Regions from separate parts of the Arachis hypogaea genome. Here region 2 is linked to region 1. The links are chromatin contacts, called in public Hi-C maps. All regions are on one chromosome and are shown on one strand. The core of a region is the stretch at or near the end of the contact, and the rest is flanking DNA. Distances in the headings are between cores, read along the strand shown.

Region 1 (6,623 bases), core at 652-3,151:
TTTTCTCTATAAACTTAGTCCCCTCTAAGGTCACAAAAGTGAGGGAAAATACTGTAGGTCTTTAAATGTGACTAAATGGGATATCGTCAAGAAACAACAACCATATGGTTTTCCTTTCTGGCGAGTCCTGGAACATATACACGCATATGAGATCGGAGTCCTCGTAAGCAAAAATTTCTGGTAGAGCATGTAAAGGTTCTTATGTCTCCATCTATGAGTGGAAAGAGGGGGTAAGAACATGAGAGTCCTTAGTAGGGTCAGAGTAGTTAATTAGGTTCGTTTTATGCTATACTTAGCCAATAGCAACAAATCCTCAAATACAAACAAATTTAACAAACCACAAAATACAGAGAGATCACAAGTCAAGAAGCACACACACCCAATCACAAAACACATATCATAGAGAAGTATGTGCAAACAAGTATTTTTCGCAGCAATCGTATCCCGCATAGCCATGGCCATAAAGGACATAACAGCGATGAAGATAGTTGCACCCTGTACGGATTTGTCATTTAAAAGTCCTCACCCGATTACTTTTCCTATTCGTAGCTATTGAGGTCTTATCTGCACCAAACAATCAGCATTAAGGTGATCAGTATTAATATCTCAAGTTAACTACGAACATTCCCAAAATAAGCGCTTATAGATATTCATGCGAAATATATCTCAAGGATACCCTAATAGCATGAGACACACAACAGAGTATATAGTGAAGCATGATTCAGTCTATTCCCCATGCTGTAACAGGAACGAACTGCTTTAATACCAAATTATAACAACCCAATTTTCAGTATGTCTAGATCATACGAAGAATTAAGTACTACCAACTTTTTTTTCTTAATTATTATCTACTATTTAATAAATGAGTCTGATCATAGTTAACACGTTGTCGATTTACAAATAAGTTTTTGTTTCAAAACGTTAAGTCGTTAATTCAAAGACATACGCGGCAGAATTATAAAAGACTAACAAATAAAGCAAGTATTTATAATAGTAACATGGTCATTAATAGTATTTTTAATGATGCGAGATTATATCTAATAGTATAAAATTACTCATTTTTTTTACTAATTGAGTGCTAATCAAATTTTAATAAAAATGATGACCCTCTAAATTTTCTCTAATACAATATTGATACGTCGTTTATTGATGTATAAAATATCAGTTTTAATTGTTGGTCAAGCATCTATTTTAAATTTGATAGATAGTATATGCGATATAATTATAGAGAGGAATGAAAGTAGGTACAAGTGGTATGACTAAAATCGAATAAAGAAAAATTGTTTGAGGTTATCATAATTTATTATTTTTAGTCATTAATATTTAAAAATATAGAATAAAGCTAAGTAGAGATAAGTTTCAAAGTGGTCCCTGAAGTTGCACTCGAGCCTCATAGTAGTCCCTGAACTTAAAAGTTACTCATATTTATCCCTGAAGTTGCACTCCGGGACTCAGACTCGTCCTTCTAGCACATTCCGTCCATCTGGCGCAACTGGAAAGTTGAGTTGGCCTCCTTCCTGACATGTTGGCATAACAGAAACGACGTAGTATTTGCTGTGGCGCCAAAATGACATGAAACGACATCATTTCACGCTAAAAACCTCCTTCATCAACGTTACCCTAACGAATTGTCTCCCCCCTCTCAAATCACAACACAAGCACAGAGGTCTCTTCTTCTCCACTACATTCATCAATGGTGTCTATGCGATTGTATTAATTGCACCGATTTCCCCGAACCACGTCGCTTTTGTGCTCAACTTCTCTCCGAAGAAACAAGCACCTTTTGTGTCAAAATTCAAAGGAAAGAAAGAAAAGAACCACAACACACTATTGACTCCTCTTCACTCCGGAAGCTGAAAGCTGAAATGTAATGTCCCAAACATTAGAATCATAAACTGACAATGGCTACGGATAAGTTGGTGATGGCGGTCATAAGGGTGGCAAGGCCTTCCTTTCTAAACAACCACGACAAAGCAGCATTTGTCGTTCACGCCACCTTCCTCTCTTTCGGCTACCTTCTCACCGCCACCAGCCCCCAAGCCCTCTTCGACGACGTCCTTTCACATCCCTCCACTGGTAACACTTTCACTAATTTTCCGTTTTGTTCTCTCTTTTTTCTTTAACGAAATTATTTAATTTCGATATATTTTATGTGAAATATCCAAATATCATTAATTATCACTCTTCTTTACTGAAAACAATTGAAAATTCTGTTTTCTGTTTTCACTTCTTTCTTTGCAAGAACCAGAAAACATAGAAAGTAAAAAGCGAAACCAAACGTGCCCTAAGGTTGTAGCACTAGCTATGTAAAACAATTTTTATCTAATCGGTGTAAGAGAGTTTTATAGGATTATTTGTTCTTGAGTTGATGATTTGTTGAAAACCATCAAATACTGATATGTGATTGATTGAGTGAATTACAGAGGTTCATTATTTAGATTATAAAGTAAATTTGAGCTTTCTAAGGTGGTAGCTGTTAATGAACCATGATAACCACAAATAATGGCAATTCATGCCGGAAAATTGCACTATCCTTGAGCTTCTATACTAGACGAAGGATTAGGCTATGCAATCTAATATTGGATCAAGTCAATTAAGTTGAAGTTAAAAGATACCTTGTGGTATCAATAGAAGATGTAGCAAATTGATATATGCAGCCTGAAGCTTATAATTAGCATTTACTGATCATTTTTAATATGTGGTTTGTGATTGTGTGTAGAGGAGGTGTCTGTAGAGAACTGGAACCAACTTGACCAAGAATATGTCTTTGTTTATGTCAATCCAAAAAAGGTTTCAATTAAAGTGCTGGTAAAGTGCCTCGTTATGAATGAAAAGTTACTCATTGATGCCTTGAAGGAATGGTCCTTTGACCCTGCACACCTTGAGATTTGGTAAGCCTCTTTCCCCCTCCCCCCTTCAAACTATACATTCTTCAAGATTTTTCTTTCATTTGTTGCATTGCAAAATTAAAATTTTTGTAACTCACCAACCTAATTTTCTTTATTCGTGTTGAATTGGGCTGCGTTGGAGTTTGGAGCTTCTATTTGTTGATGACTTATTTTATTACTCTTTTTAATTAAATAGAATTTCCATTCTTGATAGAGGAAGACCAAAAACTAAAATATAATAGCTATGGTGGGGGCAAAAAATCATACATGATTTTTAGTAAAAACTGAAGTACTGAATTGTGATTTGAAAACGTTTTGAAATTAGAGTTTGTACTCTGTATTGTCAACTTTTACCCTTTTTCCATTCTTTTCTTTATCACATCAAATATTAAGATAGAATAGTTAATGGAATAAAAAAACCACCAGAAATATTTTGTATATTCGTTCTATGCTGCAAATTTTAAGCTTGTGCGTATTGAGTTTTGTTGCTCAAAAGTTATCTGCTTTTCTTTCTAGGTGAAGTCGGATATGTTGTGAAAATTAAAATTTTCTGTGGTTAATCGTACTTCTTGTGAATTTACGGTTATGTCATGATTTGGTGCTTTGATTTTTCTACATACAGTGTTAGGGATTATATTATAGCAAATGAAAAGAGCAATTATTCTGAGCAGCTCAAGAATTTGGAGCAGCTGGTGAGAAGACTAAATCAGGATATCTTAGCCAAATTAGCCAATTGTTTTGTTATGTTTTATTTAATAAGCCTTCTTCTTTTGACTTTTTTTTGTGTGTATTGTGCTAAGTTGTGTAGTACTTTCTCTTTTAATTTTGTTTATCAATCACCTTCAATACCTGCTTTCTTGAAAAAACTAATGGAGCCATTATTTCATAGATACACTATTTTCAATACCTTCAATAGGCTGTTGTTTATATATGCTGCATTATTCCTGGGCTAATGGTGGTTATACATGCTGCATAATGTCCTGTTTGTATATAACAGTGCTGTTTAGGGACTAGTCTGATGTCACTTACATAAGTTTAGGGACTAGTTTAATGTTACTTATAAAAGTGTAGGGACTATTTTGGTGCTCGAAAACAAGTGTCTGACAGCTTTTTATAAAAGTGAAGGAATAAAAAAGTTGGGTCCCGATGTAGTCAGGTGACCCAGACTATGCGAAGTTCGAAGTTCATGGCTGGCCAACCAACATAGTTGTCGAAGTTCTCCAAGCATGATGAAAAAATAACTTCAGGGAGTAGCAATCTACCAGGAAGCAGTCAACCAGCAAGGAATCCCCCACCTAACTCTATGTAAGGTGCAACACAGGGGAATGCTACAAGGCTTGTAAACTTCATGAAGTTTGTGTCCACCCCTGGATTCAAGGAACCCAGGCACAAAAAATGAAGATTAGGATGATTATATTTAGAGACAGGGGACACATGGTGTTTTTGTGTATCTATTTTGCTGAAATTTTTTTACCATGTATGATTTCTTAAACATTGTCCTAGTGTTTGGGATTTTAGTATCTGAAACTTATGAGGTCAAAATGTTAACAACTTTGATATACTTGGTGTTTTGGCTCTATAATGCCTTTTTTGGATGAAACATTACCAATATGAATTATGACTTTCTCGAATTGAGTTTTGTTAGCTTTTTGGTTATATTTTGTCCTGTGTTACAGAATTAAGAGTAATTAAAACCCGGTCCATTTCCATTTCATTGACCAGAAGTGCAAGAACAGAAGTATGCATATAATCAAACACTTTAATTTTCATTTCTTTCAAACAAAAGGACAGGAACAAGTACATGAACAACATATGCATATAACATGCATGTCATTTGTTTTTGGCTAGATACAGTTGATCCTGTTGTCTATCCAACTTTATTACAAGAACACCAACTACAATCAGCAACATGACACAAACATTAAAACCCCCCCATTTTTAGAACCCTAATTTTAGCCTCTAATCTACCAAATTTTCAAGCAATCTTCATCTTCCATTCTTCATTGCCAACTGAATGCCTTGTTCTATCATCACATGCTATGACATCTTCTTCCAAAACTTTATCAACCCACAAAAACAATCCACACCATTTCTTACCCACAGTCTGAACAGCCAAGAAAAATTAGTCAGCAAATTTTATATCCATAAATATAGCAATCAACAACAATAATACTTACAATGTAGTTTGGGCAACCTAGGAACGGTCTCCCTGGATTAGAATCCGTCCCTGACCACCGCAGCACTGGTCTTGACCCGCAGCTACACCATTCTGGCAAGCGCGATTCTCTATTTCTATTCATTCTCCTTATGATGCTTCTAAATGATCATGGGTTGTTCAAGCTCCCAGCTGCATTGCTCGCGCTTGCCATAACAGTCGGGTTTCAAAGATGGGGAAGACAAGAACAGAGAACCGAAGAGAAGAGAAGAGAAGACAGAGCACTGTGGGCTTCAAAATTAGGGATTAGGGTTTTAACTTTATTTGAGGGACCAAATTGATTCCGGACAGTTTACTCTGCCACATCAACTAGCCATTGTAATGCCCATATGCACGAAGCCTGCCAACTCAGCTTTCCGGTAGCGCCAGGTGGGTAGAAATTGCCGGAAGGACAAGTTTGAGTCGCGGAGTGCAACTTCAGGGATGAATATGAGTAACTTTTAAGTTCAGGAATTATTATAAGGCTCGAGTGCAACTTCAGGTATTACATTAAGACTTATCTTAGCTAAGTATGTTGTTGGATTTAGGAGTGGCAAATGAAAAAATCCCCCTGTCCCGCCAAAAGCCTTTCTTTGGCTGGCTAGCTGGCCCGTCCTTCCCCACCCAACGAGGTAGTCTTAAAATTTCACCCTATCCCAGCTAACAGTAGACTAGCGGACCAATGGGCTCAAATCACCTTTTTTATTTATTTATTTTTACTATTAATAAGTATTAAATAATATAACTTATAAAAAAATATTAAATAATATATATAATTTTACAATCATTTTATAAAAAATTATAATTTTTAAATTAATTAACATTAAAGTCTTTATAATTATAAATATGTAATAAATATAACTATAAACCTAATTTTTTAAAACAAAATAATAAAATCAACATTGTCCAAAGTAAAATAAATATTGTCCAAAATATATAATTCTACAAATTTAGTCACAAAAAAAACATCTACAAGTTTAGAACATAATCAATCAAACATAAAATATAATTCAAAACACTAAATTAGAACATCTTCCAAAAATCCTAAGCCCAGCGAGGAAGCCCATTCGGCCTGTCAAAACCCACGGTTTAAACGATGCGAGTTAGACGAACTTTTGATATATGACGATCTCAATTTTTCAGTCCGGCCTATTTTTTTGGCGGATTATGCGGATCGACCCGACAGGTTTAGGCCCATGTGCCACCCCTAGTTAGATTCTTAGACTAAAAAAATTGAATTAATGATCAAGTGATAGCCAAAAACAATAAATTCTGATAATCTTTTAATATTTTTTCTTTGAATAAATCCTATACGAAGAAATAAGGAGTTTATAGCATGATGGAATAAATCCTATACAAAGAAATAAGGAGTTTAGCATGATTCACGTATCCACTCCAGTCCACAAGTCTCTTAGGCTCAAGTGTTTTAGGGCAAAGATTTTCAGGTTAAGATAGACTGAAATCCATCCCATATTATTAAATGCTTTTACAAAGTGCCATGAAAATGACGATATATGAAGATGATGAAGATATGACGCGTA
Region 2 (6,590 bases), core at 1,656-4,155, 570 kb after region 1:
AGCATGAATAGACATCCAACTGAATGCACAAACAAAATAAGAACAGAAAATATTTTTCCAAATAAATAAATAAAACCAATGGAACAACATGAATAGACATCTAAATGGATTGCCAGACAAAATATAACACCACTAAAACCTTCACCTAAGTTGAAAATACTAAAGAAAAAAGAGTGGAGAAGATAGGACATAATCTTTATTTTCTAACAGTTTTACAGAACTTACTTCTCAAGTTTTATATAAACATTGGTTGCAGCACGATACAAATCAAAAGCCATTTGTTCTCTTTCATCCTCTTCAAGAACTGTACAAGCATCTGTATATAGCTGAATAGCTTCTTCAGGCACGGTATCTTCCAATGCACTACACAAAGGAAGTTATCATAATAAATTTGGGATAATAATAGAGAGCTATACTACTATATTCCTAATAAATTGTATCAGCCATGAGGATGCAATTAAATAGACTGATTAGTGTTTGTTTCATATAGCATCTATGGTACTACATGTTGACCAATTGAAGTAAAAAGGATGAGCCATCATGATGTAATCAATTGTCATTCTATACAGATAACTTCTAATTATTCTTGAGTAAAGTTCTTATTCCATTGGCAGTGATTAGTAAATGAACTGAATACTAGATCCAAACACTTTTTTTATGGAAAGAAACTTTATTAGAGAGGGGAAAAAAAGGAAAAACAAAAAATGGCGAGCAGAGACAGCTAAAGTGGGGATAGGATTTCCTTTGTCAGATGAAGGAACAATATAATTCATAAGAGAAGAATGATACAAGAACTCCTCCTTATAAGAACAACAAAACAAACATGTATCAATGAAGAGTAGCTTTCCATATTCCAATATCTCAACATTTCTAAGAGAGAAATGCCTCTAAAAGATCATGAGTTTTCCAACAAATAGAGGCCAAATGCCTAAGCTATCTTTGCTTGTCTAAGTATCTATCATAGAAAGTGCAACAGATATTCTCCAACCATATACTCCTGGGCATATATAGCACAGTGCAACAAGGCTTAGGCCAACTTCCATCTCCCAGAATCATCCAAACTAGTGAATAAGATAAGAGATCTTTTGAAACAGAAAAGGAATATTTATCATAGAATTTTTAAGTGATCAAGATTGCAACAATGTGTCTTAATCACTATCCATTTGAAAACCATCCTTAACCAGCACATCGAACAGTGGATATAAACACAATAGACAATACTATCCCAAAGCATGCCAGGTCCAAAGAAACCTCTATAAAAGCAAGCATTGAGCTGCAAAGTCCAAATCAAAGCACCAAATATGTTCATAGAAACAACTAACTACAACAAGATTGTCGTCCTTGATTTTACTTGATAAACAAAGACAGAAACAACTCGATCATAGTGGTTACCATATACTAGCTTATTGCCAATATTAAACACAGGATGTATTTGGAAATCAAGAGAGAAGAAAATCAGTTTACCGCGCTCCCTTGGCAAGGGCGTCGGATGCAGGCTGTGGTCTCCCACACTCAATGTACAATTCAGATGCCCTACGATAGAAATCGGCAACTTCTCTCCAGTTGCTTAGTTCCTTTGCTAACGCAGCAGCAGACTCCATGTGCTTAGCGGCATCCCATGGTCTAGTTCACTTGTCAAGGATAGATATAGAGCGCAACAGTCCAAAACAACAAATCTAACAGCATTTAGAAGAGCAGAGAATTATACCTAGATGAAGAAAACCATAAGCAATAACCAAAAAAAATAAGGATACGAAGAAAGCATCTCTTGTCCTTTTGAAGCTTTCTCATATGCTGTTTTGGCTTTCTCATAGTCCTTGGCAAGTCTAAATGCATTAGCTACAGCAAAATCGGATATTAGGTTAGTTATATGTGCTTTCTTTTTTTTTCTCTCGTAAAATTTCTTTGCACAAACAATCAAATGCTTAGAACACTGTTGAACATTTTACCAGCCTGCTCATAAAGAACTGTAGCACTTTTCCAATCCGCAGTCCACCTTGTGAAACTGAGTTTTGTTCTGAGTCAAAAAAGAAACCGAAGGAAAATTCAAATCTATAATTCATGTAAGGTAAAAGAACCTACCATGTCCTTGTATCTATTGGGAATTAAAAATAACCCATTTTACTTTCAAGTTAAGACCTAATTTTGGAAATTGATTATATCCAACATCACAAGTGAAGATAAACATATCCCCAATGCTTAATTACGATACGAACATTTGTTCAATCCCATCATGAGGAAAATCCAACCAAATTACCAAAGTAACAAAATTAGAATTTGCATCAAAATCTTGATCGTTGTTACGAAGGAACGACTACTTGAATATTAGATCGAGTAACAAAGCGAGGAAGGATGCAGCTTTATGCGGCTATGTTTATGATTATGAATGAGAGAAAAAGTGAGAGAGTAAAATGAGAAGGGAAAGCAGAACGCACAGCTTATCAGCTTTGGTTATCAACTTGTTGGGATCAGAGGTGGACATGGTTTGGTTTGATTGAAGTACTTAGATTGGATGATTGAGTTGCGTCTTCTTTGAGTCTTTTCTCCTCCGATTCAAGTGCTGCGTTCAGCTTCCCAACCATCAAACGACACTCTACTCGTCTTGCTGACCAGTGACCACCGTTCTTGCTGCTGCTTTTCCAACTCCCTAAGTCTCGTTAACAGATTTTGTATTCAACAAATTGGTCTTTTTTTTTTGTCGGTAGATTAGATATCCCGAATTCTAGAAATACAATACACTTATACACTCTTCACATATTTTATCCCATTTTATTTTTAATTATATTTTCTAGGGTTTGAATCCTAAACTTTTAAAGTGGAGAAAAAGAGATATGTTATTAGAGTCAAAACTCATTGTCACCAAATTGGTCTCTTAAGAATGAAGAAACAAACTTTAAAAATTATTCATGGACTAAACCACAAAAAAAATGCATCTAAAATATTTTTACGCTGCCAAAACTGTCCCGAATTTTGTTATTGAAAAAAATATTATCAAATTATTTAAATATACAATAAAAATGTCTAATGTTAAATATATATCATTAAAAAAATTTAACAAATTAAATTTTGATATAATTTTTTATAAACATAATTAAGAAAATAAAATATTTATATTTTTAAAATTTGGTGGCTTTTTACTAAGTATATATTTTTTATAATTTTTTATCAACAATTAATAATACTTTAAAAAACTAAAAAAATCTAGAGATTAAATTTTTATTTAGTTTTTTGTGTATATTTTTTAAATAGTTATCTAAATATTCTTATAAAATTTTGGATCAAATATATAAGTAGTTTTTTTCATATAAAAATCGTTCGTCACCAATAAAAAAAATTATTTTTTCGCATTTTTTCGCATTTTTAAATATTTGAAGATATTTTGTCGATAACAAAATTTAGGAACCTTTTTTCAGTGCCAAAATAATCCGGGCTCATTTTTTGTGATTTACCCTCAATCATTTTAATTAAGAAAATACAATCATGCTAGGTACACTCTAAAATTAGTCGTTAGAATAGAATTTTAAAATATATAATATATATTAAAAATAAATTAAATTATACATGTGACGATCAGATTTCCTATCGGTAAAGAAATATAAAAAATATAATCGCGTTGTAAGTATAGTTTCTAAACCAACAGAGAATTCTTTCGTGCAAAAGTTTTGGTTGTCACAACTAACAAACCCAGTAAAATTTATAAATCGAAGTATTCATACCTCAGGTCGTCTTCTCAAGGAATTGCAGGAAAGTATGATTTATTATTGGTTATGGAAAAAGGTATATTTTTTTATTTTTGAAATAGGGAACAGGTAATTTAAATGGCAAGAAAAATAAATTAATAATTAGAAAAGCTCTTGGCAAGTATGAGAATTGGAAGTCCTATCCTAGTTATCCTTATCAATTGTGATGAGAATTGGCTTTTGCTCCCACTTGATCAACCTCTAACTATGAAGGTAGGTTAAGTGGATAAATCAATTTGATTCCTCAAGTCCTAGTCAATTCCTAAGAAAAGACTAGAGTGAGGAAAATTCAAATCAATCAGTAAAGAATTCCAATTTTCAATCATCAGATGAGTTTGATAACTCAAGAGTCTCTAATTACTCAACCAAAGCTAAGAGTGTAAAAAGCTAAATTAAAATCATGTATCTGAAATACCTCAAATTACATTAATAAAAGAAATCAAATCCAACATGGAAAAGTTCATAAATTAAAAATGGAGATATAGATTTTTAATTCTATATTATTGTGATATACACATTGATACAGTGATACTTGTCTTACACGCATAATTGTACTATATTAAAAATAATTTATAGTGAACAAGATTAAATTATTAAAAAAAATTTAGTATAAAAGGATTCATTTCTATAATAATTAGTGAGAATGACCCATTTTTATTATGAGAAAATTTAGGAAATTAATTCTATAGGCAGATAAGCAGCCATTTTTAAAAAATCTTAATTTTAAAATTTTAAAAACTAGGTTTACACTTAAAAAACACACATCCTCTCTCCTATTCTTTTTCATCTCTCTTCTCTTCTTTCTTTGCGTTTTTCTTTTTCTTCTTCTTTTTCTCTGCGCCTCTCCCTCCACGTCTCTTCTTCTTCTTCTCCGAATCACCATCACTTCCACCTTTCCAAAGTCGAGAAGCGAGAAAATTCTTCGCAATAATGTTTGATGTTTCTTCTTTTTGGGTTTCAGATATTTTTTTAATAGTTTTAAATGTTTCTCTTTTTTTAGATTTTGGATGTATCTTTTTTTAAAAATTTAGATGTTTCTTTTGTTTAAATTTTGAATGATTCTTTTTAATAATTTTTTATATTTTTTTCTTATATTTTTTCATTGTTTATTTTCAGAAAAATATTCAAAACCTCTAAAATTCAAACATCTAAAATTTAGGTATAAAAAACATTTAAAAGTAATGCATTTTTTTACCATGATTAAAAGAGTATTCATTGCAGTTTGAATTTTGGACCTATTTTTTGTTAGGTTTTGAAAGTTCTTTTACAATAATTTTAGATGTTTTTTTTGTTTACGTTTCGGATGTTTCTTTTGGTTAGATTTTAGATATTCTGTTTACAATTATTTTAGATGTTTCTTTTCATTTATTTTTAGATGTTTCTTTTTGTTATATTTTGGATGTTTCTTTTCTATTAGTTTTGGATTTTTATTTTTAGTTTTTTTGAGGTTTCTTTTTGTTCATGTCCTGGGTCGAGCTATATGACCCGGGCTAACTGAAGGCAAGTCAACCGACCTCTTCAGGTCAAGGTTATCCGACCTCTTCTCAAAGGAGGTCGGCCAAATTACCAGGAGAGCCCAAAAAGGGACCAAACAGAGGAACACGACCCAAGTCCAAAGGCAGCCCAAACCTAGAAAGATAAGGGCGGTTCCCTTAAAGATAAGATAACTCCACTCAAAGATAAGATAAGATAACTATCTTATCTCTAGAAAAGGTCACTCTACAACATTATAAATACACTAGAGCACCTAGGTATAACTCATACTCGGATTCTACTAAAAAACCTGCTTAAAACCCGTGCTACCTTAAGCATCAGAGTCTCTTGCAGGTACCACCACCCTCCGGTGACGAAGGATCAGCAGCACCACCAAGTCTAACAAGTCGGACACAACAGCTCCGGCCAACACCGCAGATCTCGTCTGAGATCGACCTACAGTTTCAGGTAACCCTCGGAACATTGGCGCCGTTGCCGGGGAACCTGGAAGTCATCCCATTATCATGGCAGACAACCTTGATAACAACCACGACTCTGATCTAGAAAATAGGACGCCGCATAAGAACGCAGACACTACACCAAAAGATACTTCTCAACCAAATAAAGACAAGATTTCGCCAAGTACATAAATCATGAAGACGCTTCAAGCTCAACAAGATTGCCTCAAACAGCTCGAAAAAGAGGCTGAGAATCAACGGGAAGCCGAAAGAGACCTTCGGAGAGAAGCTAGGCGACGCCGCGAGCTAGAAGACAAGCTCCTAAAGCTCGAGACCGATCTCAAAGCCAAAGCCATTCACCCTGGTCATGATGACAGCTCTCACAAGGATCAAGATCAATTCACTAAAGAGATTATGAAAGCCAAAGTCCCAAAGGACTTCAAAGCTCCCAACATGACCCCGTACGACGGCACATCAGATCCAAGTCATCACCTCAGCAATTTCAGAAGTAGAATGTATCTCACCGACGCCTCGGACGCTATTCGATGCAAAGCCTTCCCAAAAACCTTAACAAAGACAGCAATTAAGTGGTTTGACACTTTGCCCCCCAGATCCAAGTCATCACCTCAGCAATTTCAGAAGTAGAATGTATCTCACCGAAGCCTCAGATGCTATTCGATGCAAAGCCTTCCCAACAACCCTAACAAAGACATCAATTAAGTGGTTCGACAATTTGCCCCCCAGATCCATCACAAGTTTTGACGACCTGGCCAAGAAATTTCTTGCCCGATTTTCCATCCAGAAGGACAAAGCCAAACACGCCCCAAGCCTATTAGGAATCAAGCAAAGAGATCGGAAGAGTCTTCGTAGCTACATGGGGAGGTTCAACAAAGCATGCATGAACATACAAAGCCTACCA

Evidence for each region. Hi-C and Micro-C count contacts between places; a contact is called where the count stands out from the background.
Region 2: a contact with region 1 is called in a Hi-C map of leaf, with 4 times the contacts expected there. The contact joins the promoter of LOC112790648 here to the promoter of LOC112778117 in region 1. A contact is called at or near these places in 2 of 8 Hi-C or Micro-C datasets (both in leaf).

The regions. Positions count from the first base shown.
Region 1 is chr3:59,919,282-59,925,904 of arahy.Tifrunner.gnm2.J5K5, forward strand. It overlaps LOC112778117 (probable proteasome inhibitor), which reads left to right and starts at 1,902. Exons shown (of 4, transcript XM_072231945.1): 1 at 1,902-2,076; 2 at 2,720-2,891; 3 at 3,511-3,628; 4 at 5,073-5,384. The coding sequence starts at 1,902. The coding sequence ends at 5,384.
Region 2 is chr3:60,484,379-60,490,968 of arahy.Tifrunner.gnm2.J5K5, forward strand. LOC112790648 (gamma-soluble NSF attachment protein) reads right to left here and starts at 2,906. Exons shown (of 9, transcript XM_025833149.3): 1 at 2,436-2,906; 2 at 1,950-2,017; 3 at 1,755-1,839; 4 at 1,465-1,623; 5 at 226-363. The coding sequence starts at 2,482.